Linked DNA regions of Rattus norvegicus: region 1 is linked to region 2. The links are chromatin contacts, called in public Hi-C maps. All regions are on one chromosome and are shown on one strand. The core of a region is the stretch at or near the end of the contact, and the rest is flanking DNA. Distances in the headings are between cores, read along the strand shown.

Evidence for each region. Hi-C and Micro-C count contacts between places; a contact is called where the count stands out from the background.
Region 1: a Hi-C map of Schwann cells shows a contact between it and region 2, with 5 times the contacts expected there. The contact joins the enhancer-like site here to the promoter of Shb in region 2. A contact is called at or near these places in 8 of 12 Hi-C or Micro-C datasets (the Rat2 cell line, Schwann cells, frontal cortex and 4 more).

The regions. Positions count from the first base shown.
Region 1 is chr5:64,658,583-64,663,848 of GRCr8, forward strand. No RefSeq gene overlaps it. Among named protein-coding and RNA genes, the nearest start is that of Shb, 80 kb to the left of the region's middle. Within about 2 kb of position 2,764, at least 35 of the 93 cell types and tissues checked have an H3K27ac peak or open chromatin away from gene starts, as enhancers often do. A contact at or near this core is called in Schwann cells, kidney, liver and 1 more, where this site is marked.
Region 2 is chr5:64,576,680-64,582,664 of GRCr8, forward strand. It overlaps Shb (SH2 domain containing adaptor protein B), which reads right to left and starts at 4,393. Exons shown (of 6, transcript NM_001427398.1): 1 at 3,156-4,393. The coding sequence starts at 3,848.

The DNA of each region.
Region 1 (5,266 bases), core at 1,514-4,013, 80 kb after region 2:
AGGATAGCTGAGAAGCAATGGTTCTCCATGGAGAGCTGAGTGCCTTCCTGTGAGGGGGCAACTGTCGTATAGACTCCAGGGCAGCTGTTTTGCTAAAACTTCTCTAGTAACCATGGAACGGAGGAAGTAGAAACTCTCAGGATTCGTAGCCCGTAAAAAACATAGGCCCACAACACACGATGAAGGGCCCGCAGATGCCCTGACGCTGTAACTTACAGCGAGACAGAACTTTGAGAAGAGCTGCTGAGGAAGACACTGTGATTCAGAGCCTGAGGGGCTTGGACATCTAATGAGGTACCAGGAGCCCATAAAGATTTAGATAAGAATGATTTACCCATTTAGGATGCCCAATCAGTCTCGGCACCTCCTTCAAAGGGATGCTTCTTCTGCTACTTCTCTGAATACCTCTGAGTTGATGCAGACAACAGCCAGTCCATGGGACGCAGAGTCCCCAGACTGTCCAATTAGAAACCATCAGCCCTTTGCCTGTCTGAAACTCAACTTGAAATTTAGTCTGCACGCAGTACTGGGAAGGTGATTAGGGCCCTGTCCGCATGAATACATCCCCCCATGTGTGTGACTAATGGATTTATGGATTAGCAGGCCCTCATTATCTCCAAAACAGATCTTCAGTACAAATCTGTTGGCCGGGTCTCTCAGGAGCATCTTTCTTCTCACTATGTGGTACCCTGGGCCACCTTGGAACGTTACCAGCTAGAGGGCTGTCAGCAGATACCTCGAGCCATGAGCCACAGGCTAAAACAAAATGAACTCCCTTTCTTTAAAACTTAAGTTTACCCACCCTGCGGTTTTCTGTTGTTGGTAACAGGGAACAGATTAAGAAGCTAGCTACCATAGGGAACTGGGATGCTATGAATAAAGAGTTGGGAATGTCTTTATGGAAGGGAAAGCTGGAGCCTAGAGAGACCAGTGACTCTTTTCAAAGTCCCACAGTGTTTGGGGTTGAAGAGATGGCTCGTTGGGGTAGAAATCTCGGCTTGTGTCCAGACAAAACACAAAGGGCCAACACTGTTTCACATGGAAAGGTTTAATGAGAGAAGAAGAGTAGAAGAGGAGAGGAGTAAAGGCCGGCCATGCGCATGTGGAGGGAAGAAGGGAGGGGAATGGGGACAAAGGGGAAGAGGGCAAGAGGGCAAGAGCAAGGAGCAAGAGCAAGAGAACAAGAGGAAAGAGAAGAGAAGAGAGAGAAGAGAAGAGAAAAGAGAAGAGAAGAGAAGAGAAGAGAGAGAAGAGAAGAGAAAAGAGAAGAGAAGAGAGAGAAGAGAAGAGAGAGAAGAGAAGAGAAGAGAGAGAAGAGAAGAGAAGAGAGAGAAGAGAAGAGAAGAAAATGAGGAGGGGGCAAGGAGCCCCTTTTATAGTGAGTCAGGCATACTTGGCTGTTGCCAGGTAACTGTGGGGCAGAGCATACTTGGCCGTTGCCAGGTAACTGTGGGGGTGGAGCTTAGACAGAATACCAACATAGCTTAGTGGTTAAGAGCATTGGCTGCTCTTTCAGAGGACCCAGGTTCAATTCCCAGTATCCACTTGGCAGCTCATAACTGTCTCAGGGGATCTGATGCCCTCTTCTGACCTGTGTTAGTACCAAGTACACATATGGTGCACATGCATGCATGAATACATACATACATACATACATACATACATACATACATACAGGTAAAACACACACACACACACACACACACACACACACACACACACACACACATACGCACAGTGGGTTGCCTGGGATTATTAGTGCCACTGATGAGTCTGGTGGGAAGGGAAGAGAAGGGTAGGTCTCTTCCGGAAGAAGATCCCACACATTGCTTGCAGCTAGAGAGTGTGAGAACACAAATAGTATCTTCTGGGGCTCTGGCTCCCTCGCCGTTTTGAACTTCATTTTCCTAAATGCAAGGATGTATTAGGATATCTTCAGAATCTTTACTGTCGTCTCAGCAATTAAGAATAAGCCTATTAGAACGTGGTGACTGAGTCGTGAGAGGGATTAAAAGCTGCATTTGTGTTAAGCTGTGACATTCCCGGGGGTCAGGAAACACAAGGGCGAGAAAGAAGACACTGTGTGAGGATCTAAAAAACAAAGGGCTTGGTGTGGCTGGGACCTTTGGCCTGAGCAGGGAATCTTAAATTCTGTTACACTCATGGATTTATGTTTATTGTAAATCATGTTTGCTTATTATAAACAGCAATAACGATAACAGAAAAATAACAAACCCAGGAGGAGGCAGACCCTCATGCAGGACAACAGTGACTGCCTATTGCACTGCCCCAAGCCTCCCCATAGTAACTATTTTAAAATCGGGGTCAGCTTTTCCCATAGCATGTGTATGCGCGTGTGTGCATGTGTGTGTGTGTGCATGTGTGTGTGTATGTGTGTGTGCGTGTGAGTGTGTGTGTGAGTGTGTGTGTGAGTGTGTGCATATGAGTGTGTGCGTGTGTGTGTGAGTGTGCGTGTGTGAGTGTGCATGTGTGCGTGTGTGAGTGTGTGTGCGTGTGTGTGAGTGTGCATGTGTGTGTGTTGAATAGTCTCCAGAGACATGAACTTGGATGGCTCCGCAGTCCACAGAAAGCCTGTGGCATAATTTATGAGTCTGTTGCTGGGTCATTTCCAACTTTTCAATATTACAAATCGCACAATGATGAATGTCTTGGTGTGTAAATCTGAGGCACCGCCTGACAGGCTGCGCTCTGTTCCCAGCAGTGGGAGCGCTGAGCGAAGCCTGGCTGTCCTACCCTTTGGCACTAGGCCCCAGGCCCTGCCCAGCTCCGCCCCAGCTCTTGGCCACAGCCTCGGTATCCTGGACGATGACCTAACAGGGCAGAGGAGGGGACGCCTGGATCTGGGATGGCTGCCTAACTCTGCGCCTTGACCAAGTGCCTCTGCCTTTATTGACCTCAGTTTTCCCAGCTCATTGGGTTTGGATTTTAGTTAAGAAGTTTTGTGATTAAAAAGAGAATCCATGTAGAAGCTCATTATGTAAAATGACTGAAGGGCTGGAGGGGAGGCTCAGTGGGGCGCACTAGCCTCAGGCCTGTGAGGCCCTGAGGTTAATCCACAAGAAAAGAGAGGAAAGCAGATAGATAGACCACACATTTGAGGTTAGCCTGGGCTACATGGCAAGACCCTGTGTCAGAGCAAATAAACGACGATGACAAAAAAAAAAAAAAAAAATCTAGCAGAAACAAATAAAACCAAGTGAGCAGAGCCAGGGTCAGACCTCCGCCTGAGCAATCATCCAAACAAAATGATGGTCTTACGCTTCGCACTGGATGCTGGGGACAGCCTGAGCAATATGTTTAAATACATGGGTTGCAGTGCCGCAGGGCCTTGCTGACTTACCTCACTAAAGCTGACACCATCCACCGGCTGCTTTGTTTTTTATGACATCCGTCATTTATATTCTCCGCTGTCTGCTCCCATGCTGCCTGAGTTGCCCCAGGCTCTGTCTGTTCTACTCACGGGCCTGTCTGATTCAACCTTGACCAGTGAGCATCCCCCAACCCTAGCCCTTGTGGCTCTCAGGCCCTTTGCATCCTGTCTGGGACCTGTGGCCTCGGTCTACTCTAGAAAGTCCCTCCACTGTGGTCACTGTAGACAGCCGTCAGCTGACGCCGGTGCCGAGCTCCTAGGGTGTGTGAACAGCACACTCAGAACCTGGTCCTGATCTTCCGCTTGGTCCTTACAACCCAAACTGCCATTTTACAGAGGAGAAGACTGAGCTTGGGTGCTAGGCTGTGGTCCACAAATACTCCTGTATTCACCTAAAGCCTCCATGTGCTGGAAAGACCAAGATCCCTACCTGGTACGGGAAGTTGAAGTATTGTCTACTATTGACATGTGGCTTCCTGTGTGTCCCCGAATCTGGGACCCAGCAAGGTATCCACAAGCCCCCGGAGGGAGACCCCATAATGGAGAGGCAAGCCATGATTCTGACCCTCTGGGGGACCCATGCCATGTGCCTCTCTGTAACTCCAGGTCCTAGACTGAGCTGACTATCACAGTCATGGCTGATCCAGAACGGAGGTGACTGTCACTGGGAGCCTTGTGAATGAGGTCATCAAATCACTTCATCTGCTGCCATCCAAATCCGAGCAAGTGCCAGAGAGAGTAGGTGCTCATGAAGTTATCATGGGTTCTGCCCTTCAAACTGAAAAGGGATGAGTATGAAGAGGGTGAAAGGGAGTTCTGGTCCCCAGTCCTGGCTTTGCTACCCACCGATTGGTGCTATAGACATGACCCCTTTCCCTCGATGCTCAGTTTCTGTACCTGCGACATCGAGGTTTGGTCCCCCATGTGCTTGGAAGCTGTTATCTGTCAGTCTGTCTCCCTTCTCCTGCATTCGGAAGTTCAGAGTGTCTGTGGGCTATGACTGCCCCTGTGGTTTACCTTGCCTACCTGCTCGTGAAATCTTTGTGCCCAGGGACCATGTCTGAACCACCTGCCTCTTCTAGGGTGCAGCCTGCACACCTCAGCTGGCTTCTGACTGAAGTGGAGGTGAAGAGGCTGTGGTGGGGGCTGGCTGCCCAGCATTTCCATCTGCCCATCTGTCTATCGTGGTGGACTTCAGTTCTGGGAGGGGGGCTGTCAGGGATACTGTCTGTTGTGTGTGACCTCGATAGCATTTTCCTGTGTGAGTCAGGGTTTGTCTGGGCTATGGCAGACAGTGGCACCCCAGGCTTTTGTAATCAGCTTTGAGATCTGTCAGCTCAGACATCCTGGGCTTTGGGGGCTCAGGGGACTATTTACAGTTTATCTCTGCGTCTGCAGAGTCAGGTGCAAAGCAGAGGCAGTGATCAGTAAGTGGGCCTTTGCTGCCGACTTCCTTCCCTCCCACCCTATATAAAGCTTTGTTTAATCCAGTACTCGTGGTTACTAATAGCCACTAATGGTTACTAAGAGTAAAGCTGACCCACTGGCTTGCCCCACAGGGGCAGGAATAAACCACCCACAGTCCTCAACTTCTAGGGCAGTCTGATCAGTCAGCCTAGATTTCTAGTACAGAAATACAGTATTTGGGACATTATAACATCAACAACAACAAACTTGCAACAATGTAAAAAACAAAAAAAAAATGCTGATCATTGGCAGATTACTTTTTGAAGGAGGGTGGTTCTCTCAATGTAGCCCCTGGCTGTCCTGAAACTTACTGTGGAGACCAGTCTGGCCTCCAACTCGCAGAGATCCTCCTGCTTCTGCCTCCTGAGTGATAGGATTAAGCTGTGCACCTCATGCCTGGCTCAGCAG
Region 2 (5,985 bases), core at 3,143-5,642:
GAGTTGGCAACGGGCACCTGCAGCCTGTATCCAAAGTGGTCTTGGCCAGAAGACCTGGGAATTAGGTGGAGAAGAGTGGGACCCAAGACCAGAAGGAGCAATCACCCAGACAGTTGTCAAAAGGCTAATTCTCAAGGCTCCCACCAGAACTGTGGGGAGTCACACGTTTCAGGGAATGAACGCATTAGGGTTGGAACAGTAAGAATTTAAGAGCTAGGATGGAGAAGCGCTGTGAAGTATTGCCTTCTAACCATGGGCGGCCATTGTACTCACAAACTCACAGCAACTACGGTCATCTACACAAGATCTACACAAGATCCATACAAGATCAAGCCTGTCAATAGTAATTCCGAGGGGAACCATGAGGCTCCACCCCTTGCTGGGGAGCTCTTGAGCTGGTAGTTTGCCCCATGCTATACAAGCAAACAGCATTAATTGGACACCAAAGGTGAATCTTACTTAAAAAAAAAAAAAAAGATTAAGGTCAGAGCAGCAAGTGTTTGGGGGTGGGGCAGAGAGGGAGTGGGGAGCTAAGAGTGGACTCATCAAGATACATTGCATATATGTATGAAACTGTCCAAAAAATAGTCAATAAAACCAAATGTGCAGGGGTTTTTTGTTTTTTAAAGAAGTGGCAGAGGAGGGCTGAGGATGGAGCTCCCTTTGTAGAATTGCTTGCTTAGCATGTACAAAGAAAGCACTGGGTTCAATCTCCAGAAATGCATAAAACTAGACGTGGTCCATACTTGTAGTCCCCACAGTTGAGAGGTGGCAACACGTGCCTTTAGTCCCAGCTCTCAGGAAGCAGAGGCCAGCCTGGCCTATAAAGTGAGTTCCAGGCTAGCCAGGGCTACACAGAGGAATCCTGTCTCTAAAAACCAAATAGACAGTGAGAAGGGGGGGGGGGGGGCACAAACTCAAGCCCATCCTTGGCTACCTAGAGACTTTAAGGTCAGCTTTGTTTTCAGTCTTATCTCAGAAAATAAAGTACTGTCTCCACCAGCCTTCCAGGACACTTCGTGTCCCTCTCCCTTGCTGCCTCCCTTCCTCATGACAGAAGGAACATCTGGTAACTTCCTCCCTTGTCTCCCGGGAGAGACCACTTTTAAAAGATCAAAGCTTCAACATGAGAAAGGGAAACCAGCCCAGACAGTGTTTCTTTAAAACTGTATCCCCTTCCACCAGTCAACTCAGTTTACACATCCTTGGCCCAGGCCCTGCAACCCTTCTAGGGTCCAGTCCAACTCTAACATCTCAGTTCCAACCCCCAAAGCTTTATACCTGCAGGTCTCTCAAGCACCTTTCTCCAGTCTGAACACTACTGGCTCAAGCTCAACAATGGAGACCCCATTTAACACCAGGCCTCATCACAGGATGGCCTCTGTCACAGCACCCAACAGACATGTCCTGCACAGGATTCCCCTTCCAGCACCTGCTGGAGGAGAGCAAAGACCCATGGGAAATATGGTGTCAATGAAGCCAACTCTTGGGCACACTTGACATCCCAGCTACAAAATATGTTAACTAAGCACCTGTAAGTCTTAACTAACTGGGAAAAAAAATGTTTACAACAATCTTGAAAGCAGCACAAAGACTTCAGAGAGAGCAGGCTGAACCACAAGCAGTAAACAAAGAAAGTCTGCCTGAGGGGCAGTGGTCTTGGGCAACAACAGGATGCTGAGTCAAGTGAGGTGGGCTGTAAACCTCTCTGGAAAGCTCTTTCCTCACTCTTACAGGTAAAAGCTGCAGGCTCTCCCAGTGAGCACACCAAACTCAGCCTGAGCCACATACAAAGCTGCAGGAGGCTTGCCTTCCGGAAACCATCAAACGGGAGCCCAATAGCGCAGCACTCATCAGGGACCTCTCTCTCCTATGGCCCCTATGGTGACTGTGTGAGTCACCAGGGCTTCTAGCTCACTGTTATCAGTATGCCATCTTGGGTACTTGGGAAGCTCGCAGAGTACGAGATTCCAAGGTGTGTGCCTACACCGTTACAGGGGACACACTAAGCTCCTTCAGGCTGCGCACACCATCCATCCTGGGTGGGCGACGCAGAATGACCCCAGGGAGAAGACCAGTCAGAAGACTTTCTCTGGAAGGCATCCTCCTCACCTCTCTCTCCCCCACCTCTCCCATAAAATAAAAAGAGCCCTTGCCAAGCACCCGCTGTGACAGGCAGAAAATGTCTCCCTGCTAGGATATCCAATCTCTATCAGTCCAGGCAAAAGTTTGAGCTCCCAAGGAGGGTGTGGGGGGAGAACACAGGCAGAGCAAAGGGGCCTGACAGCCAGGCAACCCTGCTCTAAAGCTCTCTCTCTCACACACACACACTGGGCCTCAGATTTAATCAAAACACTGCCTCCAAAAGAAATAGGCAGAACAAGTATTTTTATGGGGGAAGGGATGCTAACTCCAGAGTGTGAAGGGAAGGAAGAGTAGAGGGGCCTGGCTGTAATTAACTCCCTTGTTATGAAGCAGGGAACAAGATGGTCTGGTAGATTGAGCAGGGGACTGTCACAAGGCTCCTTCTCTCCTGAAACAGTACTACAGGGATGGAATCAGGAAAGAAGTCTCTTAAGCAGACCGCCTGCGGAGCTGGGAGAGAGGGTAAATAGTCAGATGGCTAAGTTCTCTGGGAAGATGAACCTTTACACCGGAAAAGCCTGCGTGGGGGTTCCCAATACAAAAGGCCGCTTGGCTTCGGAAACCTGGCACGCAGAGTGGGACGTTTAGAAGCATTTACATACACACGGTCAGGGACTTCCAGTAAGGAAAACTATAACCCAGAGATTACCTTTCCGACTCTGGACTTCAATTCCCATCTGCATGTGGGAGGGGGGACCATTACTGGAACCCGGGGTAAACAAAAGTAAATGCTCTTTTAGGCCAGCCGCTGCTGACTTTACTAGGGGAGCTGGAAGGGCTGGCTGGGTATGTCTTCTGGGTAAAATTAGGCGGGGTGCTCTCGCTCTGGCTCTGGGATCCGTAAGGGTGCGTTTGGGGAGCAGAAACCAAAGAGACGGAGTCTAATTAACCATCTGGCAGAATGAGCGCTGTAGCCTAGACCCCAGGATGCCAGAGCAAAGTTGGTGGAAGGGATGGGAAACGTGGCGGTGCCTCAGTTTCCCATGCGCACCAGTAGCTTTGGATCTTACCTTGTCTTTCTGACCAGCTCCGGTCTCCTCGGCGGCGCACTTGTTGAGCAATTTTTTGCCTCCGCAGGTCGTCGGGCTCCAGGTGCGGCCGCCAGAGCACACGCCTCCCGGAGGGTCCCCCGCAGCGCCCGCGCTCTCCACTTTGATGAGTCGGTGCTTAGGGGAGATGTAGCGCACCTCCGCCGGCGTGGCCGGCCGCCGCTCGCTGCTGCTCCGGTAGAGGTGCGGGGAGCCGGATGATGAGGATGAGGACGCGGCGGCGCCCGCTCCCGCCGCCGCACAGCAGCAGCCCGCAGCGCCTGCCGCCGCCGTGAAGGCGCGCTGGCCCCCGCCGGGGTCCCCGCCGCCGCCGCAGTAGTCCAGGCGGCACATGGCGCGCAGTTTGCGCAGCGACGAGCCCGGCCCGTTGTACGGGTCCTCGAAGTCGCGCTCCTTCTGCGCGCGGTAGGCGCGGATGAGGTCACTCGTGCTGCCGCTGTCGTCGGGCAAAGAGCCCGACGAGGCGGAGAAGCAGGCGGCGGCCGACCCACAGGACGCCGAGGACGCAGAGCAGGCCTGCGGCACGGCCTGCGGGGGCTGCTCGCGCCGCTCACCCCGGCGCCGCTGCTCGCGGTAGTCCGGCCTCGGCGGCTGCGGTGGACTCTTGGTCTTGCTGTTGCCTAAGCTGAAGTACTTGTTCAGCCACTTGGCCATGGCGAAGGGCCGCCTAGGGCCGCGGCGCGCGAGCCCCGTCCGCCGCCGCGGCCATTCGGGGGACAACACTGCCGCCCAGTCCCGCAGCGCCTCTGCCCCGGTGGGGGGCGTGCGGGGCACCGGTCGCCAAGTTCAAGTTCTCGCAGCCGCCGCCTCCTGCCGGCCGCCGCCCGGCTCTGGCCGCTGTTGCACAGCCCTCCGCCCCTGCTGCGCGCCGGCCGAGCTTCGGATCTCGCGCCCCTCACAGACGAGTCTCATAGGGCCCGGGGGCCGCCTAGAGCGGAAGGCCGGGCGCCCCCCGCCGTGCACACCCGCACCCAGCGCCCCCACCCTCGCGGAGCGCGCCCCTGCCCCGTGCGAGCCTCCGCCAGCTGCGGGCTTCTCGAGTGCACTGGGGCGAGCCCGGCCCCACCGCGGGTCAGAAAGCAAGAGAGCGAATGAGAGAGGCGGCCGGCGCCTGGCGGAGCCCGCGAGCCCTTGCCCGTCCCGGCGGCGCCTGGCGCTGCCGCTGCCTCTGCCGCCGCCTCCCGAGCCGCCGCGTGTGTGACACTCCGCCGCCAGAACCCGCCCTGCGCCGCGGTCCTGCCCCTTCCCGCAGGCCCCACCCCTCCACCAATGCCCCGCCTCCTCCTAGACCCCGCCTCCCGCGTGCGGTCAGGAACCTCCCCCCTGCTGCACGAGCCACCTCCTGCGGCCGCCTGGGCGCCAGCCCCTGGGTCGTGCCCGAGGGCGTCCTCGTCCTGCTGCTTGGCAGGCCCGGCCTCCCTCCAGCTGAGACTGCGGCTCCTGGAGGCCCGAACAGTCAGCACAGTCAGTCCTTGGGGGCCCGCGCGCCGTGCACTCTAGGAATGGATGCCCACCTTCGAGGTGATAGGCGGGCAGGACTAACGCACGACCTCTAGTTGACCGAGAGGACTGTGCAGGGGAGATACCCTTATTGAGAGAGTGCCTGTCTCTCTTCTCTTTAAAGGGACAGAGACTCCGGTTCAGCTTATCCGGTGCCGCGTCTTCGAATAATTCTTTATGCTAATGAGTGTATTAGCAATCCAGATGACGGATGCGGACGCGATAGGTGGCTGGGACCAGGCGGGGCACCAATCCGGGAGCAAGGCTAAGGGGAGGTCGGAATGTTTGCTTACCTTTTCACCTTGTAGGAAGTGGGGCTTTAACCCTGTTCACTGCCAACTTAGTGGAACCAGCTATGTAAACATTTAACGCTTAAGGTTACCGGAGCTGGCGAGGCTCTATTTAATCCAGAGACAGTTTTACAGATGGAGAAACTGAGGCCCCGAGGTAAATTACATGAATAGACTTGGATACCCCCCTGTGATCTGGTGGCACTATAATGATGTACCTAAGACAATGTAGTTACTATTCCAAACGAGAAGAAACCCAGGCCAAAGAGGAGTGGCTTTCCTATGAATCTGCTCTCAGGGGGGTAGTGTGAGCCTTGTCAAGACCAAAATATTGCCTGAAAATGAGGTACTTGCCTTTTAGACCTAAGTTCTGTTTGGAACTTCTATTGGGCAACCCTCCCCCCTAACAACCCGCCACCGCCCGCTTTGAGTACCTCCTTTTGAGTACCTGGGAGCTGAACCATTCCTTTAGAATGCTGATTTGCGTAAAAAAGAGCACTGTGACCGTAATTTCACCTGTCACCTGTACATTATATATGAGTTTGGCACACTGGTTTTCCTGTGTCCTATAGGAGCAGTAACCTATTGAAATAGACAGTAAGTCCAGGAATCTGCTAGAGCTGGAGGTCAGGCTCTCATCCTGAGACTTCGGGACCTGGTGAGCCACAATGTACTTCTTCCAAGCTCCCCCTGGGGCCTACCAGGCTCAGGCCCCAGCAAGACTACACTGGAGAAAAACAGACCCAGGACTCTGAAGGCTCTGCTCTACCTACTCAGCCACGCACAGTCAGACTCCTTGCCTCTTGTGTTCCCTAAGGCCCCTTGAATGTTCCAAACCCCACTGTTAGCCCACACCCCAACAATCTCAGATAACAACATCACCACTTACTTCTACCCGAGACCTATTCATTTAGCATCCCTAGGAAACAGTCTTAAACTCTGCACACATGACAAAGCTGAACCTTTGGTGTCTGGAACACAGGGAGAGGCCCCAGAAGTCG